Regions from separate parts of the Mus musculus genome. Here region 1 is linked to region 2. The links are chromatin contacts, called in public Hi-C maps. All regions are on one chromosome and are shown on one strand. The core of a region is the stretch at or near the end of the contact, and the rest is flanking DNA. Distances in the headings are between cores, read along the strand shown. Region 1 overlaps Lnx2 (ligand of numb-protein X 2). Region 2 has its middle 25 kb from the start of Gm34700.

The links. A called contact is a pair of places that touch in the nucleus more often than the background predicts.
Region 1: a Hi-C map of liver shows a contact between it and region 2, with 4 times the contacts expected there. The contact joins two enhancer-like sites. A contact is called at or near these places in 1 of 484 Hi-C or Micro-C datasets (liver), 3 of 115 datasets of contacts at active chromatin or transcription factors (the 230-238 cell line, acute myeloid leukemia and large pre-B cells) and 1 of 9 other capture datasets (embryonic stem cells).

What each region holds. Positions count from the first base shown.
Region 1 is chr5:147,052,631-147,057,402 of GRCm38.p6, forward strand. All of the region lies in intron 1 of Lnx2 (ligand of numb-protein X 2), which reads right to left. Among named protein-coding and RNA genes, the nearest start is that of Lnx2, 22 kb to the right of the region's middle. Within about 2 kb of position 3,356, at least 30 of the 459 cell types and tissues checked have an H3K27ac peak or open chromatin away from gene starts, as enhancers often do. A contact at or near this core is called in liver, where this site is marked.
Region 2 is chr5:146,673,215-146,678,036 of GRCm38.p6, forward strand. No RefSeq gene overlaps it. Among named protein-coding and RNA genes, the nearest start is that of Gm34700, 25 kb to the right of the region's middle. Within about 2 kb of position 2,952, at least 117 of the 459 cell types and tissues checked have an H3K27ac peak or open chromatin away from gene starts, as enhancers often do. A contact at or near this core is called in liver, where this site is marked.

The DNA of each region.
Region 1 (4,772 bases), core at 2,106-4,605, 380 kb after region 2:
CCTGATGAGACGAGATGGGGTTACAGGTTTAACCCACATGATGACACCAAGTTGGGATCACTGTCGCCTTCTTCCTTACTGATCAGATGAAGAAACTGTAAGAAACACTAGGCAGTTTGCAAAGACCCCAAAGCTGTAGCTGATGAAAATGGGACTCAAATCAGGGAGTCTGATTTCAGTGATTGCGAGACACACACACACACACACACACACACACACACACACACACACACACACTAATCAAACAATACTCAGAGATTGCACATGGTATGCTTTATACACACATATGTACTACTTGTATATACATATATAAGTATATATTTTGCATAAATAACTGGATGGCAGACCCACAGGCAAATTATTTCTTTTATACTGTTAGCACCTGGGTGACAGGCTTTCAGAAGAAACCACATACTCCTATTTGTACAAAGGCCACAATGCCAGAAGGACATTGAGGTTGCTTATTTAAATAATATGTGTGTGCATGCTTTGCCTGCATGTATCTCTGCGTCCCATTAGTAGGCCAGAAAAGAGCATTGCACACTGAAGTTACAAATGGCTTCCTGACACCATGTGGATGCTGGGAATTAAATCTGGGTCCTCTGTCAAGAGGAGACAGTGCTCTTAACCGTTGAGCTATCTCTGGCCCCTTTGACAACCACAAAATTCAACAGCGGTTTCTGCAGTCAGACAGCAAAACCAATCTGAATGAGCATAAAGCTGGGTAGCAGCTCAAATCGGATCGGTTTCTCCAAAATCTTCTTAAAAACATTCCCTTGTACTTGCCTCGAGGCACAAAGTTTTTGAGCTACAATAGGGACTGAAAAGAAAGGTTTTAACCGGGCTTAGGGCTTTCTCCCTAGGCTTTGCCCACAGAGACCTAAAGCAAGACTGTGTTTCCTCATTTAAAACAAACCCATCATCTACGGCCACTCAGCATCTAGATTCTCGCCTGGTCTTTTCAGGTTAGTGGCCCCAGGTTATACACATAAATGGCTACAAACCAGGACCTTGATCTCTCCTAGCACTCTCAAAGCAATCTGAATTTGTGTTTCTAACAAACATTCAATTATATAACGGTCAACTGGCAATGTGTATTTACAAACAGTGATAAAAGAAAAACTAGAAGCCATAAAGTCATCAAATAGAAGTAGGCAGTCCTTGTTTTGGGTGTTCTCTGCTTCCTGGTTGGTTGTGACATGAATAGTCTCAGCCACACTCTGGGCCTGCCATAATCTAAACTGCTCTGTCCCCTGACCGTGAAAAATGAAGGGTCGCCTATCATAAGCCAACATAGTTCCTGTCGTAAGCTGTTTCTGTCCGAAGCCTCAGAACTAGGTGGCAGCGGGTCTGGAAGAGCACCCACCTGCCATAAGGGCCTGAAAGATGAGACGCTGCAGAGCCAAAAATCAGACCAGTGGTACTTGTGGTCTGGGTCAGAGAAGCTACAATGGGTGGCTGCGACTGCAGAGACAGCTAACTGATCAGAATGAACCCACGGACTGGACAGAGCATGGTTCTAAACAGGACTTCCACCCAAACCTCCATGCCTCAGGGACACTACAGGAAGCTGTAAGAGCCGAGGAAGGGCTGAGTGGTGTGGAACACTGTATCCGGGCATGCTAGGAGTGCCGTCCTCTTGAACCCACAGCAGTGTGATGATTATCTGACAAGCCCTACACACTTGGGTCCCTCGATATTTCAGGATGGAGGGAAAGGGGGCTCACAGGTTCCTACCCTCCTCTTTGAGGACATACGGGCAGTCAGTGGTTAATGGGAGCCAGTCAGACATTTTCAGGGCCTCAGATATCAGAGTGGGCTCAAGCCCCTGTAAGTATCCCAGCGTGGGCTTAGGGACGCAGCCTGCAGGAAGCCCATTGGTCACGAACAAGCAGAAGACATGCAAGTAGGAGGAAAACTGACAGGGAAGGGGACCAATCGGTGTGGGTGTGGATGGGGTGACAAGCTAAGGGGCTCGAAGAGCATCAAAATATGTTAAATATACACATAAAACATCATAACAAAACCAATTATTATATAATTAACATAAGCCAATAAAATTAAAACAATGAAAATTATTTTAATAGAAAAATTTCCATAAATATAGGGAGAATGTGAGCATTTAACACCTTTTTTTTTTTTTCAAAGCAGAGTGCTATAATTTGGACTTCAAACCCAAGAAACACCTCCTATCCAAACATTTAAACTTTCATGCATTTGGTTAAATAGAGAAAATGCCATCTGAAGACTACTACAGAAATCCTGGCAATCTTTTGGGTACTGTTTCCATGGAAACGTCAGGAAGAAGAACACATAGCATGGAATATGTTCTTAAAACCACTTTATCTTGTTTCTTCCTATCAGTTAACTAGCACGGTACATGGCAGGTACAGAGATTAAGCCACCAGAACACTCACAGCTCATTCAACAAATATTTGTTGATTATATGCTGCAGGCTGGGCACCAAGCTTAAGAGATAGGGTTACTTTGGCTAAACAAATAGTCCCTGCCCTCACAGAGACTAGTCTGGTACAGAGACTTTAATTAGTCAGTGACACAACAGAAAGATAATGTGAGGCACATACAACTTAAATTTTTCAGTAGCCACATTAAGGAGAAACAGATGGTATCCACTACAATATGTAGCGATACTTTAATCTAATAAATCCGAAAGTATCAGTTACCATGTAGTCACCATGTAAAACGAATACTGAACTATCATAATACTTTCTTCATGCTTGGACCCTGAAATCCAATATTTATTTAAATTTTTTATAGATTTGTTTGTTTGTTTAAGACAGGGTTTCTCTGTGCAGCCCTGGCTGTTCTGGAACTCACTCTGTAGACCAGGCTGGCCTCGAACTCATAGAGATTCACCTGCCTGTGCCTCCCAAGTGCTGGGATTAAAGGTGTACGCTACCACTACCTAGCTAGAATTATTAATTTTTTAATCTTATGTATATGAATGTATTGCCTGCATGTATGTATGCGCATCATGTGAGTACCTGTTAGGTACCCTGAAACCAGGGCTATGGATGGTAATAAACCACTATATGGAAGCCTGGATGAACCCAGGCCCTCTGTAAAAACACGTGCTCTTACCTGCTGAGCCATCTCCCCAACACCACACTACTCTGTTTATGTCACAGTCCAGTTGGTACTAGCTATAGTTCAAACACTGGATAATGTTGGCCACCAGACTAACCACTTAGAGGAGCAGAGCATCTGGGCAGAGAAACAGAGGCATACAGTAGTGTTAGTGCGTGAGGGAGTCTTGAGCAATGCAGGAGACGGCAGACTGCCTGGTGATTAAGTGGGTGTAGGATTCTCACTCCGCCTCATATGCCAGAAAACTGAGTAAAAGTGGCCAATAGGACAGGTGTGGCTGACTCAGACAGCCCTGCCTCCTCTGAGTTGGGTACATGTGTGGTCAAACTGTGGGTGGCAGCTGCTGCAGTAGTTTTGGGAGAGTACAGAGCCCCTTGCTCAGCCTCCACAATATGCAAATACCCAGAATCATGGCTTGCTGACTCTGCAGTTTGGCTTGGGACATGTCTTAAGTTTAAGACAACTTGAACCAATCTCAGTAGCAAGGAGCACGTGAAACTTTAGTGGGTTAAACCTTGGTTACTTCCAAAACAGGGCCCAATGTTAACTTTCCCAGAAGCACGGAAGAGAGAAGGCTGTAAAAATGAAACTGAGGACTGTGGCTGGAGGCAAGGTGTTGAACAGTGGACACCGAGCCAGGCTCCTTCCCAAGCACCACTTGAAATACCAGGCTTCACCATACCGAACTCTTTCTGTGGTAGCCTACTGGTCAAAATCCTCAGAGAAGACTAGAGACTTCCCAGGTGCTGTTCCAGGAGCACAGTCACTCACACACACACACACACACACACACACACACACCCCACACACACTTTCATTTAAAAACATTCATCTTTCTACTTTCTCCAGCAACTCAGAACCCACTTCCAGTGACGTGAGGAACCCCTCACTATTACCAACTACTCCACAAGCACCGCTTCATGTTATCACTGCCATGAACAAGCCCTCTGGAGAAGCACCATCATTTTACAGAGGAAGAGAGGGCTGAGAGGTTAAAGGTCAGGCTGAAAGTGACTCAAACCCTGGCCAGTCTGATCCCTGAGTCCATGTCCGGGGGACCTGAAATTGGGAAACTTCCCAGAGTTCTCGCCCTCCTCCCTGTCAGTAAAGAAAGCCACGCCACAGGAGGAGGTGATACAGAGGAGGAGAGGCCACGTGATGTAGGCTATGGCTGACGGCCTCAGGGTGGGAACTATGATCGGCCCAAGGAAAGGCGACATTGCTCTGTGATGCACCTTCTCAGGTAGCTGATAATGTTATATAATTAGCAGGAGAGATAGATTCTCAACAGTCCTCAGACAGGCACAAGTTCACGTGCTGAGGATAAAGATCAGCGAGGCAAAGAGTCAAAGAGTAGAAAATAACAAACCCTTCATGAGAAAATGGGCCCAGTAATATTCCCAAACAGCCTATCGTGAGGAATTTCAACACACAGCAAGCTACCTTGATCTGAACCTTCAGAGAGGGTGGCACAGGTTACTGAGGTGGCAGCTAGGGAGCCAGGGTCTGGTGCCTTGACTGGAGCTCTGAGACAGGCTGCCCCAGGTTTCCCATGTGTCCACCGGGGGAGTCACCCACAACCACGCTTTACTGTCATTTAAGTTCCCTGTCAAATCACAGCTTCCAAACCTTTTCCAGCAACCTGGAAGTCTCTGGTGTCTCTT
Region 2 (4,822 bases), core at 1,702-4,201:
CAAATGGTTAAGATTTTCTGAACCGTAAGATCCTCCTTTGAAGGACTGGTGTGAGCCCTTCCAGCTGGTGGAACCAGGTCCCGTGGACTCTAACCTCAATCTGTGTCCTTTGAAGTCCACAGCTCTCAAGATTTCTGTGAACTACTGAAGGACCTTACTTTTTTCCTTTTTAATATTTGATTTATTTTATTTTTATGTATATGGGTGCTTTGCTTGCCTTATGTCTGCACACTGTGTGTATTCCTGGTGCCGGTGGAGACCAGAAGAGGACCTCAGATCCCTTGGAACTGGAGTTACATGGAGTTATTTGTGAGTCACCTGCAGTAGGTGCTGGGAACCAAACCGGGGTCTTCTGCAAGAGCAGCAAATACTCTTAAGCGCTGAGCCATCTCCCCAGCCCTGGGGGTGTCTGGTTTTTAAAGGTTTCGAACTCTGGTGCCCATTTCATTTACAGTCTTCTGGTCCCGATGACTCCTCTGCATGGGAGGCCATTAGGGAACCTGACATGATCCAGGAAGAAGCACAGAGCAATGAACCTAAGCAGAAGCAAGGGAAGTCAGCCAGAGAAATCATCCAAGGGAAGGGCTTTACGAGAAGAGGAGCCAGGCAGTGGTGGCGCACGCCTTTAATCCCAGCACTTGGGAGGCAGAGGCTGGCAGATTTCTGAGTTTGAGGCCAGCCTGGTCTACAGAATGAGTTCCAGGACAGCCGGGGCTATACAGAGAAACCCTATCTCGATAAGAGAGAGAGAGAGAGAGAGAGAGAGAGAGAGAGAGAGAGAGAGAGAGAGAGAGAGAGAGAGAGACCACTTCAACACTCAGGAGGCAGAGGTAAGCAGATCTCTGAGTTTGAAGCCAGCCTGATTTCCATAGCAATTTCCAAACCAGCCAAGGCTACATAGTAAGACTCTGGAGAAGAAAAATAGAAAGCGGGTAGAGGGAGATTGAATGTTTGTGTGATTGCCCAGCGTGCTAGGGAAGGAAAGAGGCTGTGTAGAGGGACACAGTCACAGAACACTGGCTGTGTAGCTAGTTGCCCTGAGTTCATGACCTCCACAGAATCCAAGCTAGACATATCCAGGTCACCTTGGCCCAGCCGACAGTAACTACTGTGACCTAAAAGATCTCATCTTTTAGAACATTTACACAGGGCTGCAGAGATGGCTCCGTGGTTAAGAGCACTGGTTTCTCCTGCAGAGGACCCAAGTTCAATTCCTGGCACCCACATGACAGCTCACAACCATCTGTAACTCCAGTTCTAGGGGATTCAATGGTCGTTCTGGCCTCTGCAGGCACAAGACATACATATGGTTCCCATACATATGTTCGGGCAAAACAGTCATACATTTAAATTAATTCAAACACCCTCCTCCTGGTGCCCATAATGCATGGTTTACTGACAGCAAACACGAGCCATCACCAAAGACCAGCATGGTGTGGGCCAGAAAGCCCCTCTCTACAGCCCTGCCCGAATTGTCAAGCCCCCCCTTACCCAGATGGCACCAAAACTGAGTTCCGGACGGCGCCAGCCCCGAGTTGAACAACTACCAAGCACTTGAACCAGGACCTTATATGGCGAAAAGCCAGCTCATTCCTGACACATCCAGGGTTCCCCACCTGACTTCTCTGTCCTCGGCGTTGCCCAAGAGCTGCTCCTATATACCTGAGCTTGTTTGCTGGCAATTAGGTCTGATCTGGTCACTTCCCAATGCATCCCCGCCCACACACACTCCCCCAACCTTTTTGGGAGGGGAGAAGGCGACGTGGGGGGATGATGAGAGAGGAAAGGAAGGAAAATTCTGGTTAATAGAAACCTCTTAAAAGTAAGGACAGGGTGAGATGCACACCACGTTTGGATTCTTGGTCCCTGTGGTTGCAGGTGGGGTTGCCATTACCCTCCCACCAGCGCCCTGAGTCTCCCGCCACAACTCCCGTCTGAGCAGGAGTCTCCGAGAGTCAAAGGGAACAGGAACTGTGTGTGTCCTGGACTCTGACAAACTGAGGACATGGTCTGACTGTGGCCTCAAGCAGGAGAGGGCACCCACCCCCACCCTCCACCCCAACCCCCACCCCCACCCCCATCCCCGTTTGAATACAACCCTGACCTTTTCTTCACCTGCCCTTGCAGGATTGGATAGTTAACAAAGCTGCAGTGTTCCATCCCGCCACAGGATGGCAGTATTGTCGCGGGTAACACACGGCCTTAGTCCCACGAAACAGCTTCCGCATTACTGAACCTCAGGAAACACACAGGCTGATAACTTATTATAAAATAACCATGAAGCTGCAAGTTAAAATAAAAATAACTATGATCACATAAAATAAACAACCTTTATTTATTAAACCTCCTTACTAAATATTTGGTGTGCAGGAAAAAAAAAATTCTTTCCAGGGTGAAATTGAAGATTGCATTCTGATGTCTCTAAGCTGTGTTTCAAGGGCCTTTCCCTTGAAGTGGAAGTGCTGCCAGGAGCCATGGCGAGAGGCGGACAGAATAGCATAGCGCTGGGGACAGAGGCCTGAGCTCCACCTACAATTGGACCGTGGCTCCAGAGGCTCTCTCTTGTGTCTGATTTCTGAATCCAAGAATGGCGGTGGGTCCCACTTCACGAGCTGTGAGGAGCCACAGAGCAAACGCCCATCAGGTAGTCAGTGGTGCATAATATGTGCTCAAAAGCAATTAACTTCAGCCATTCTCAACTTGCTGGGACCTCTTGGGGGAATCTTTAAAGTCATCTAGTTCCTTTGCAGTTGGAGGAAGCTCTTACCCATAATTCTCTTTCTACAGTTTCAACCTGCCTGTGGTTGGGTTGAAAACTAAATGGAAAAAAAAAAATCCAGAAATGAGCATTTCACAAGTTCTAAACAGTGCCTCATTCCAAGAAGTGGCACAGTGGCCTTTGTCATTCCGCTCCTCCCAGCCCGGGGTTGGTCATGCTTTTGTGTAGTGTATCCACACGGTACATGCTACCTGTTTTCTAGTTACCTAGGAGCTAACTCAGTTATCCGATTGACTGTCCTTGTACAGAGCATCTCTATCTTGGATAGTGTCCAAGAACCCTGCCGTTTCAGAAATCCTTGGGAGAGTGGGGCTGGGGGGGGGGGGAGCTGGAGAGGGTGGTCCTGGAAGGTATTCCTTGCAAGTAGGTCTCTGGTTCACCTGTGTTCATCATCAAGTCATTCAGAGTAGCCATGTGTCCCCCAGCATGAGGAGACCGCGGCCTCGGCACCCAATGGAATAGTACTCAGACTGAAAAGGAATAAAACCTGGCACATGTGACGGAGTGGCTAAAGCCAGGGGACACTTGGCTACTCTGAATGACTTGATGAAATAAGCCAGACCCGAGAAGAGAATTCCTGTATGATGTTACATACATGAGGTCAGACTTAGAAAGGAAGACTGGGGTGTTGGCTGCCAGGAGCTGGCCGCGGTGGGTGGAGGAAGTTAATGTTTAATGAAATCTGCTCCAGTTTCGGTTCTGCATGATGAAAAGCCGTGGAGGCAGATGGTGGGGGTTGCGCAAGGACTAGAAGGGACTCAATGCCGCCGAACCGCATGCATGATGACGGCCAACGTGGTCCTGTTTTATGGTATCTCAGTTAAAGCAGTATTTTATTATGTTAGAAAGAAGTGGTTTCCTTTCATGGGTCCACATGGTTGAGATCCTGTGGCTCTGGGTAAGACATAGAGTAAAATTTAAATTTAAATAGTGGCTCTTAAAAGGGACCCTCTCATCCCACAGAGTCTGACTCAAACTCAGCAGTGACCTCCTGAGGGTGATTGCAGCAGCTTGACATTCCCAGAGTCCTCTCTAATAGCAGTGACCTTCTACAACCCTGTCACCTACTGCCCTCAGGGGCTGAATGGGTTCAGGCCCCCACTCCACCCCACCCACCCCACCCCACCCCCATTCCTAAGCCCCAGAACCATCCACTGATTTCACCCTTCCCCCAGATTCTTTGTCCTCCTTGGGCCCCCAAAGAAGCTAAGAGGGCTTTGGGGGACTGCATTATACCCTAGAGGGATTTTAACCTTCCTTGGAAAGAATTCAGAGCTGGCAACAGACTCCTGACCCAGAACGCCCCCTTTGCCAGGAGTCGAGTTGACAGCCCAGCTGGCATGCAAATACGGACAGAACGGATGGGGACGCAAGTCCTTCAGTAGCAGAGTGAGAAGTCCATGCGAGACCAGCATTGCATGTCTCATACATGTGATTGCACAGCGGACCGGCATCTACATTCTGTTGTTGTTGGTGGTGGTGGTGGTGTTTTTAAGGATTTATTTAATTTTTTTTATGTATCAGTACACTGTTGCTCTCTACAGAGATGTCACAAGAGGGCATCGGATCCCATTACAGATGGTTGTGAGCCACCATGTGGTTGCTGGGAATTGAACTCAGGACCTCTAGGAGAGCAGTCAGTGCTCTTAACTGCTGAGCCATCTCTCCAGCCAGACATCTACATTCTTAAAACACGCATGGGCAGTAGAGCAAACAACCAAAGAGGAGGTGTTTACAGACTCAGTTGGAACTACTCAAATGAAGGAACTGGTGAGATTGCACAGTGGTTAGAGCGCCAGCTGCAATTCCAAAGGACCCGGGTTCGAGTCCTGGCACCCACACAGCAGCTCACAACTGTCTACAACTCTAGTTCCAGGGGATCTGACGGCCTCGTCTGGTCTCCTCAGATACCAGGCACACAAATAGCTCAGAGACATACATATAGGTTAAACACCCATACATATAAAAGAAATTAACTGATAAACTGCTCACTCTATAGAAACATCCCAGACAGAAGTACAGCCAGGGGCAGGGGGACACCAA